2 separate regions of the Mus musculus genome follow, and region 1 is linked to region 2. A link is a contact called in public HiChIP or PLAC-seq data. All regions are on one chromosome and are shown on one strand. Each heading gives the region's core, a stretch centred on a gene start, on an enhancer-like site or on the middle of the called end of the contact. The rest is flanking DNA. Distances are from core to core; before and after follow the strand shown.

Region 1 (4,416 bases), core at 1,653-4,152, 45 kb before region 2:
TCTGGAAGAACAGCAAGTGCTCTTAACCTCTGAGCCATCACTCTCAGCAGCTGAGCCACACTGAAGAGATGTACTATTTCATGTCAGATAAATTCCCATGGGGTTGTCCGGTCAAAGCAATGTGTAACAACTGCTGCCAAACTGCCTTCAAGGAATGTCTTAGGGTTTTCTATTTCCGGTGAATAGACACCATGACCAAGGCAACTATTATAAAGGACATTCAATTGGGGCTGGCTTACAGGTTCAGAGGTTCAGTCCATTGTCATCAGGTGGGAGCATGGCAGCATCCAGGTAGGCAAGGTGCAGGAGGTGCTGAGAGTTCTACATCTTCATCTGAAGGTTGCTAGCAGAATACTGGCTTCCAGGCAGCTAGGATGAGGGTCTTAAAGCCCAGGCCCTCAGTGATACACCTACTCCAATAAGGGCCACACCTCCTAATAGTGCCACTCCCTGGGCCAAGCATATACAAACCATCACAAGAAGGCAGAATCATTTTGTAGTCCCAGCAACAATGAACAAGAATGGTTTTCTTTTTTTTTTTTTAAAGATTTATTTATTTATTATATGTAAGTACACTGTACCTGTCTTCAGACACACCAGAAGAGGGAGTCAGATCTCATTACGGATGGTTGTGAGCCACCATGTGGTTGCTGGGATTTGAACTCAGGACCTTTGGAAGAGCAATCGGGTGCTCTTACCTGCTGAGCCATCTCACCAGCCCATGGTAATCTGACATCTACGAAATAGAATCTCCCACTGTAATTTTCATTTGTATACTTGACGGTCAACTACCTTCCCATATGCTTAAAAGCCACTTGTGTTTCATTTCTATTAACTGTGGTGAGTTCATATTCTTGTCCATTTAATATATTGCTTTCAAATGAGTGTTTAATAAGACATGCTATTTCCCTATGTTCATTTGAAGAACTGGGTCAGAGGCTGAGGGCTCTGCATCCCCAACCACAGCGCCTTTCTCCCTCCTGACTGCTTCAGAGGATCCTCTGGAACAGCAGTCATGTCGTGGTCACCCTCAACGACAAAATTATTTCATTGCTACTGTTAAGAATCGTAATGCAGCCAGGCAGTGGTGGCGCACACTTTAGTCCAGCACTTGAGAGGCAGAGGCAGGTGTTTTTCTGAGTTTAAGGCCTGCCTGGTCTACAGAGTTCCAGAACAGCCAGGGCTATATACAGAAAAACCTTGTGTCAAAAAAAAAAAAAAAACGGAGAAGAAGAAGAAGAAGAAGAAGGAGAAGGAGAAGGAGAAGGAGAAGGAGAAGGAGAAGGAGAAGGAGAAGGAGAAGGAGAAGGAGAAGGAGAAGGAGAAGGAGAAGGAGAAGGAGAAGGAGAATCATAATGCAGGTAAATATCTGATATACAGAATAGATATCTGACATGCTACCCCAAGGGCTCGCGACCCACAGGTCAAGAAACACCGGGAGAGCTCCGGCTGTGCCCCCTTCAGGGTCCATCCTACTGATCTCTCATTCCAGTGCCCAGTGCAGACAGTTGCACCCTCTTGTGAGACTCCTTAGACCCGCAGCTTTTGTCTCTGCAAGGCTGGCCTGACCCTTGCCCAGCGCCTAGCTTCCGGCTGCTGCTCCGCCCACTTGCAATGTGACAGAGTGTCTGAGTGTTTTGCATTCTTCTGCTCTTCTGCTGCTGAGGAGTTGCAGTTTAAAGGCTGAGGCAGATAGTTCAGGCGCCCAGGTCCTGGAGTTTGGGGCAGACCAAAACCCCTTCTCTTGTCCAACTGACGCAAAAGAGTAAACACACAAACGTCAATTAGGAGCAAATGAGTGAGCTAAGGGTTTCCTTTTACTCTGGGGGGTTCAGGAGCGCTCCCCAAGACCTAAGTAGGTAAAGAGCTCGGCTTGACAGCTCTTCCAAAATGAGAGCAGGGAGATCCAGACCCAGCATTCTCTTTTTTGCCTGTGATCTCTACAGCTTCAGAAGGGGGGGGGGGGGGACGACACGCATTTTTTTTTTTTTAATTTAAAGATTTATTTAATGTATGTGAGTACACTGTTGCTCTCTTCAGACACACCAGGAGAGGGCATCGGATCCCATTACAGATGGTTGTGAGCCACCATGTGGTTGCTGGGATTTGAACCCAGGACCTCTGGAAGAGCAGTCAGTGCTCTTAACTGCTGAGCCATCTCTCCAGCCCCTACCTTTTTGTTTTTTGAGACAGAGTCTCATAGTAACCCGCGCTGCACTGAAACTCTGTCAAGCAGTTCTGTGTCTTCCAACTCTCAGCAATCCTTCTGTTTCAGTTTCCCCAGGCCTGGAATCACAGGCAAGCTTTTCTCCTATTTTACATTAGACTTGGAGGTTGCTCCGGAATCCAGCAGAAACCTGTTCGGTGTTCCTTGTCTAAGAAAGAAGCACACTTCCGGGGTAGGGGGGAGGAGAAGCAGAGGTGTGCAGGTCGCCTGCTTTTCCTGGAGCAAGGGTGTGTGTGTCAAGGGTGGGGGATGGGGGGGGGCTAGACTGTTCCTTCGCCCGCGAGTCTCGGGGACAAAGGCTGCGGGGCCTTGTGCCTTGCTCCGGCCGGCCTTCCACCAGTGAACTTTGGAAGCACCGGCCGTGACCTCGAACTGCGAGTCACCAAGGCTGGGAGCCCACGCTGCACCCACCACAGGGGAACCCAGTAGGGTCGGTCCAAGTCCCTCTTGTCTCAGCCCCTCTCCACTCCTTCCTGCTCTCCCCCTCATTTCTTCCAATGCACCCTTCTCCCTATCCCTCCTCAGATCTTGTCCTCCCCTCCCTATCCCTACCCAACTCCTTGTTCCAACTCCTAGTTACTCCAGCTCCCCGTTTCTCGTCCCTCCCACTCACTCTGTCCAACAACTTGCACCCCTATCTCCTCGCCCCGCCCCTTACCCCGCCCCTTAACCCATCCCCCCCCCTCCCCCGGCCCGGGGCTCAGGCGCTGGGCGAACATGGCGGCTGCGGTCGGGCGGGACACCCTACCTGAGCACTGGTCCTATGGCGTCTGTCGGGACGGCCGCGTCTTCTTCATCAAGTGCGTGAGGGGCGGCGACACCCGGACGGGGTCGTGCGCTGGGGCTGGGGCCGCGGGCGGGCGTGGAGGGCGGCGGCGCTAACAGGTGCACCTCTCCCGTAGTGACCAGCTCCGCTGCACGACCTGGCTGCACCCGCGGACCGGCGAACCGGTCAACTCGGGTCACATGATCCGCTCAGGTGGGCGCTGGGTCGGTGCGGGATGCAGGGTGCGGAGCGGGGTCGCCACGGCTGCGCTAGTTTGACCAACTTTTCTCGCCTTCCCGCAGACTTGCCGCGCGGCTGGGAGGAGGGCTTCACGGAGGAGGGCGCCAGCTTCTTCATCGAGTAAGTGAATCCGCACCGCGGCCGCACCTGCCTTGCTCTCCCGCAGCCTTGGCGGGCTCGGCGCTCGGGGTTTGTTTGCTTGACGGTGGCGGGCTCGGGGGGACGGCTGCGTACGGGGGTTCGCAGCGCCGCAGGGGGCCTGGCCAGGTCCCGCCCGCCGGTGGCCGAGCCTGCAAACTCCAAGGCTCCCCCGGGACACGCCTACCCCGGGGGCCTGCGCTGGGCACAGTGGCGGGTGGCGGGGAGTAGGGCTCGCGTGGGTCGGGAGTGTGGCCTGAGGGCTTGGGCGTGGGGGAGGGGGAAGAGGGGCCCCGACGCTACTCTAGCCGCGCTGGCTGGGCTCGCCGTGGAGAGTTGGAGCGCGACCCGGGCCGCCGCATCCTTGCTTCTCAGGGATGGGATGGGGGTGGGGCTCCCAGGCAGCCAATGATATTCCTGGAACTCTACCCGCGCGTCTTCGGCGGGCGCCGAACGCCGAGGAACGCGGACGATCTGCTCTGCCCGGGCTAGTAGAACGGGAGCTTTGCCGCCTGAGCCTCTGGGCGCTGTCCCAAGTTATTCTTGGTCTGTTGGTCCGCGTGGATCTGATCTCGAAGTTGTAAGGGGACACGAGTGTACAGTCTTCACTTTTCCCAGTCGGGCAAGGTGCCTGTGTTGCAGCGTTCCTCCCTCTGCTTCCTGTGGGTCCTGGGAGTCAGAACTTGCCTTTGATCGTTTGCCCCAGTCAGTCGGTGCCTGGCATAGAGTAGGAGCTCTGTAAATGTTTGTTTATGGAATGAATGAACTAGCCAAAGGTCTGGCGCTCCATGGTTTGACTGGCACTCGGTGTACTGTGCGCGACCGTGACTCAGAATTCATTTCTTCACCAACTTGGAAACAATGTTTAGATCTGGATCAGAATATGTGAAGAAAGTCCCCGAGCCTCCTTTGTCACATGGGACTCTTGTATAGTGGCTGCTGATGGATGTGCTCTATGCAAGGGAGGTGCTCACTATTTCTGTTCGTCAATTTGTAACCCACGGGAGGAAAGGGAACAAAGAGTGAACAAATAATAATAGCAGGT
Region 2 (4,611 bases), core at 564-3,063:
GATGCTGACTCTGGTGACTTCGCAGGCCACCGTGGTTCCCCTGCTCCTCCTCCCCTTCGCAGACTGTACGTTCACTCTGGTTGTCCTGGAGGAGCAAGCACTGCCGTTTGCTGGTGGCTGGCCCACAGTTTGGGTCTTGTGGTTTGGTTTTTATTGCTCCTGGGTCCCCGGCAGGTTAGAATGCTAGAAACATCCTCACAAACACAACCGTTAGGCCTGAGCAAGGCGGCCCATACTCAGTGGCTGAAGCTGATTTTCGCAAGGAGAGAGGCTTGCCGGGTGTTTTGGGAGATGAATGCTGTGTGGAGGTGATAACCATAGCTGAAAGATCTCAGGCGCTTCCTGCTCTCCCTGTCCGTCTCCAAGGGCCTTTCGGCAAACAGCCTCAAAACAGCCCTTTTGCTGGACCCTGTGGTAGCGTCCATCCACGTAAGCGTAAGAAAGCAGAGGCTCACTCCTGTCCAGAGTCACACCCTGCAAAAGGGTGCAGGCCCAGTATTGTTTCCAGGCCTGTGCCTCTTAGGTGGAGAAAGACTGTGTGTGTGTGTGTGTGTGTGTGTGTGTGTGTGTGTGTGTGTGTGTGTGGATGTGGGTGTTTCAGTGCCAACGCTCTTGTTTGGGAAAGGAGACAAGTTGATGTATTTGCCCCTTTACTCCCTGTGCAGTGGGGATGGGGCCAGGCTGGTGGTACATGCTTTCAGCCTGGTGACTTTGGCCAACCAAGGACATACTCATGAGCACCTACCCACAGCAGTCCCTCTGTGCTGGTCCCCTCCTGTGACACCACGGCAGTGAGGTGGACGGTACTGTTCCCAACACTTGGGAGGTGAGGGAGGGCTGGGGAGGGGATGGGGGGCGGACTGAGACTTTGAGAGGTGACTTAAACTGCCGGAGTTAAGTAGCTAGTTAATGGCAGAATCTTATTTGGATGTCAGAGCTGACTGAGGTCTTGCCACCCTGGCCCAGGAGGGTGCAGCAGGGAGTCCTTGGTCTTTTTAACTCCTGGCTGTGCTTCCTCTCCTTGTGTGCAGATGCCACAGAGGGTCTGAGGACCAAGGCTGAAATGGCTCTGACACCTAGAGTAAATGCTGCACCAGGGAGAATAACAGCTGCAGATGTCCCTTTCGGGTGTGGCCAAAGGTGGGTGCGGGGCTGGGGGGGGGTGTTCCTTTTCTGGGCCACTTCTCTGTTCTCCGTTCTCCGGTTGCCTGCAGCCGTAACTGTAAACTCTCTGGAGCTCTGGCTGCCTGGGGCAAGCTGAGGCTCACTCACTGCCTTTGCCCTGCAAGGCGCCAGGAGACTCTGATGAGCCCCTCTCAGTGCCCGGACCACCTTGAGAAGCTGCGGTGCCTTTCACAACCTTTCCAGCCAAGCTTCGGGGATCCTGTCCTTTTATCTGGAACTTCGGTAGTCCTAGTGAGTGGTGGAGAAATGATTTGGGAATTGGGGTGGTTTGGGGACCTCCGTGAGGAAGGTTTTCTGAATGACTCCATTTTCTTATAACCTGAGTGCTTTGTGTTTGGGGAAGGGGGAAGCTGTACCCAGAAAATGAGAAGGGACAGCTCTGACAATGAAGACCCAGGGCCCCGAGGGTTCAGGGACAGTGGCCTGTCTGGAGGGTTGGAGGGGCAGCTACTGGCTGGGTCTGTCCTCTGGAGGTCTGGTCAGGGCCACAAGGGCTGGAGTAGTGAAAGGAAGTTGAAGTTTAAAAACAAGTTTGGGTTCAGGGAACTGGCAAGTTACTTACTGCCTGTCCAGGCCCTGCAGGCCTCAGTGTCCCCAGCTGGGTGCTGGGGATTAAGTTGCCTCCAGGCTTGGGGAAGCCTCTGCTCTGGGTGTAGCTGCTACACAGCCTATTGATGTTGACATTATTTAAGTGCCTCTCCTGTGGCTGAGCAGCCCCCTGCGGGTGGAGAATCCCCTCAGGCTGTGTGTTCTCTTTCCTTTGCACCCTGCTCTCCTGAATTTGTGGGTAGCAGCTGCCTCTGCTGATGATAGATACGACCTCACACCAGTTAGCTTTCATGTGACTGAGCGGCTTTCCCAGAATCCCCCTGGATATTCTTCCCTCACCTTCTGACCGTGTGTAACACCCATTTCTTTTCCTTTGGCGTGCATGCCTCCCGCACTCTAGCCCCTCACTCACCTTGAGGGCCTAGCTGGCCTTCACCTTCACGCCCATGGTGCCAGGCACTCAGAGCTCAGGAAGTAAGGACTACGGCACTTGTATCTAGCGCCTTGGTTTCCTTGTGTTTCCTGGGTGCCTATGCTTCTTGCATTGGTACCTGATGCGTGGAAACAGTAGCAGGTTTCTTTAGGGCTGGTGGAACTCGAGGCTGTGAGCTGGCTACAGGTGAGCAAGGGCTGTGTGTTCTGGTCAGAAGGGAACAAGTTTCAGATCTCGAGTGGAGGGGCCAAAATGTGTTTCAGTGTGGAGGAAGCCAAGAGGACAGGAGGGCAGGAGAGTGGATATGGACTCTACTCTGAGGAACAGTGATGGGGCCTGGTCAGTATTAGTACTCTGAGCTCCCAGAGTCCTGGGGAGTGCAGATCGGAGCTCCAAGAACCCACCAGAATCAGCCTGCTCCTTCCCTGTGTTTGGCCAGAGTGTCAGGCTCCACCCCACTGCACCTGGCCATCCCCACCTTCCAAAAAAGGAGAGAGCTTGAGCCAGGAACTGCAGGCTGATAAAGGAGTTTTTCATTCTGGGGGCGTTAATTGACACAGATTAGATTTCAGTTGAGTGGGCCTTTTGTTGCAGGAGCCTTTCTAATCAAGATGGTCTCAGTACTTCTGTAGTTTCTCAGAGTCAATTCAGGTTCATTACCTTGGTCTGTTACTGGCCTGGGCATTCAGACCTGATGTGATTACTTTTGGCCTTGATGGGTTGTTTCAGTTTTTCAAATTTGGTTTACTCCTGGGCTGACATCTCCCTCAGAACTCACCCAGGGAGGATGCTAGGCCCAGAAGAAGGCAATTCAGGCATGCAGGCACATTGCTTGGCTGTGAGATTTCATTAAACATTTACAAACATGTTTTCTGCAAATTCCTGAGATAATCTGGCACAAACACGATGGGATTCGGATTCTCTTCCACTAGTCATGTTTATTTATAATTCCATCAGCTCCCACTGTGTGGAGAGAGAGTGGAAAGTAATCAGAAGTGGCATTGCGGAAGTCAGCTCACTGCTGCCTGTAGTCCTAGCTCCTGGGGATCTGACACCTTCTTCTGGCCTTTGTGGGTACTACACTAACCTGAGCCCCCCATCCTCCCCAACAGCCACATGATTAACATATTTTCAAAGTCATCAGGCGTGATGGTGCCTTTAATCCCAGTATAGACAGGTGGATCTTTGTGAGTTCAAGACCAGCCTGGTCTACTTATCAAGTTCCAGGACATGGAGAGACATTGTGGTCCCCACCCCCATCCCTACCCCCTGCCAATTTTTTGAAATTCATGTAATATAGTCTTTTTTTTTAATTAAAAAGTTAAAAGCCATCTATTTTATGTTTATGTGTGTTTTGCTTGGGTATGTGTCATTGTACCACTTAAATGCCTGGTACCCTGGGATGCCAGAGAGGGTATTGAAATCCTGTAACTGGAGTTACAAGACGGGTATGAGCCACCATGTGGGTGCTGGGAATAAAAGCTGGCTCCTCTTCAAGAATAGATAGTGCATTTATAACGGCTTTGGTTTTCAGCTCTGTTTTAATTGTGTGTGTGTGCATGGATGCTTGTAAGGTATATTGTGCTTAACATGTTGTGCTGAAATATATTCTTGTATCTCAGTTTATATACCCCCTATGCAGTTTGGTTTGAAAATGATGGTTGCAGGCTCTTGTGCATTTGCGTGCAATCTCTCTCTCTCTCTCTCTGTCTCTCTCTCTGTCTCTCCCTCCATCTCTCTGTCTCTCATTCTTGGTGCACCCCCCCCCTTCTCTCCCTGCTCTACGCTGCTCCCCCCACTGCAGCTCTAACCTTTGGCTCCTTACTGTAATATGGAAACTCTTATCTCTTTTGTCAAAGCTTTCCCTTACCTTAGCAAGTATGACTAATACTGCCTGGAAGCAGGAAGGTGATAATGCCTGCTTTGCACAAAGGAAGCCCTATAGCTCACTTCTGGTCTTTTGGGAGCATCTGGACTGTCTATTGAATCTTTGTGTTAAGTGCAGCATAACTTTTGCCTAGACAGATGACCCTCTCTATATGTTCTGGAGACTGGGTGATTGGAGCAGCTTCCTGTCTCTTGCCTTCTTGAAGTCAAGGCTGTATGTGATGTCCTGTAGATAGGGGATGAGGGCCACAGCCAAGAGGAGATCTCCCACAAAAGCCAAGAAGGAAAAGCCTTTCTCTTTCCCACGTCACAGAGCTGGCTTATGTGTAATTAAAAGAGAGCCATCTCTGAACCTCACTGTGACATTGTCCTGTGGGGCAGCAGAGGGAGCCACTGAGGTGGCTGATGTTTGTTGTGTAACTTGATCAAGGCATTCATTTCCTCTGGGCATCCATATTATCAGTGGGCGCTAACTTGCCTGGGGGGATTACAGCCCTCTGCAGAACTGCATGTTGGACCATCATTGATATTTTTTCCCTCTAAGCCTAGCACAGTGC

What was found. HiChIP or PLAC-seq counts read pairs in DNA pulled down with a chosen protein or histone mark.
Region 1: a contact with region 2 is called in an H3K27ac HiChIP or PLAC-seq map of embryonic stem cells, with 66 read pairs. The contact joins the promoter of Plekha7 here to the enhancer-like site in region 2. A contact is called at or near these places in 9 of 39 promoter capture datasets (the 3T3-L1 cell line, the HPC-7 cell line, HPC-7-derived erythroid cells and 5 more), 80 of 484 Hi-C or Micro-C datasets (the AML12 cell line, B cells, the C10 cell line and 38 more), 31 of 115 datasets of contacts at active chromatin or transcription factors (the HPC-7 cell line, astrocytes, craniofacial prominence and 16 more) and 4 of 9 other capture datasets (adipose tissue, embryonic stem cells, liver and 1 more).

What each region holds. Positions count from the first base shown.
Region 1 is chr7:116,306,862-116,311,277 of GRCm38.p6, reverse strand. It overlaps Plekha7 (pleckstrin homology domain containing, family A member 7), which reads left to right and starts at 2,902. Exons shown (of 27, transcript NM_001305185.1): 1 at 2,902-3,027; 2 at 3,130-3,206; 3 at 3,296-3,353. The coding sequence starts at 2,945.
Region 2 is chr7:116,260,848-116,265,458 of GRCm38.p6, reverse strand. All of the region lies in intron 3 of Plekha7 (pleckstrin homology domain containing, family A member 7), which reads left to right. Among named protein-coding and RNA genes, the nearest start is that of Gm44867, 28 kb to the left of the region's middle. Within about 2 kb of position 1,813, at least 36 of the 459 cell types and tissues checked have an H3K27ac peak or open chromatin away from gene starts, as enhancers often do. A contact at or near this core is called in the G1E-ER4 cell line, embryonic stem cells, epiblast stem cells and 7 more, where this site is marked.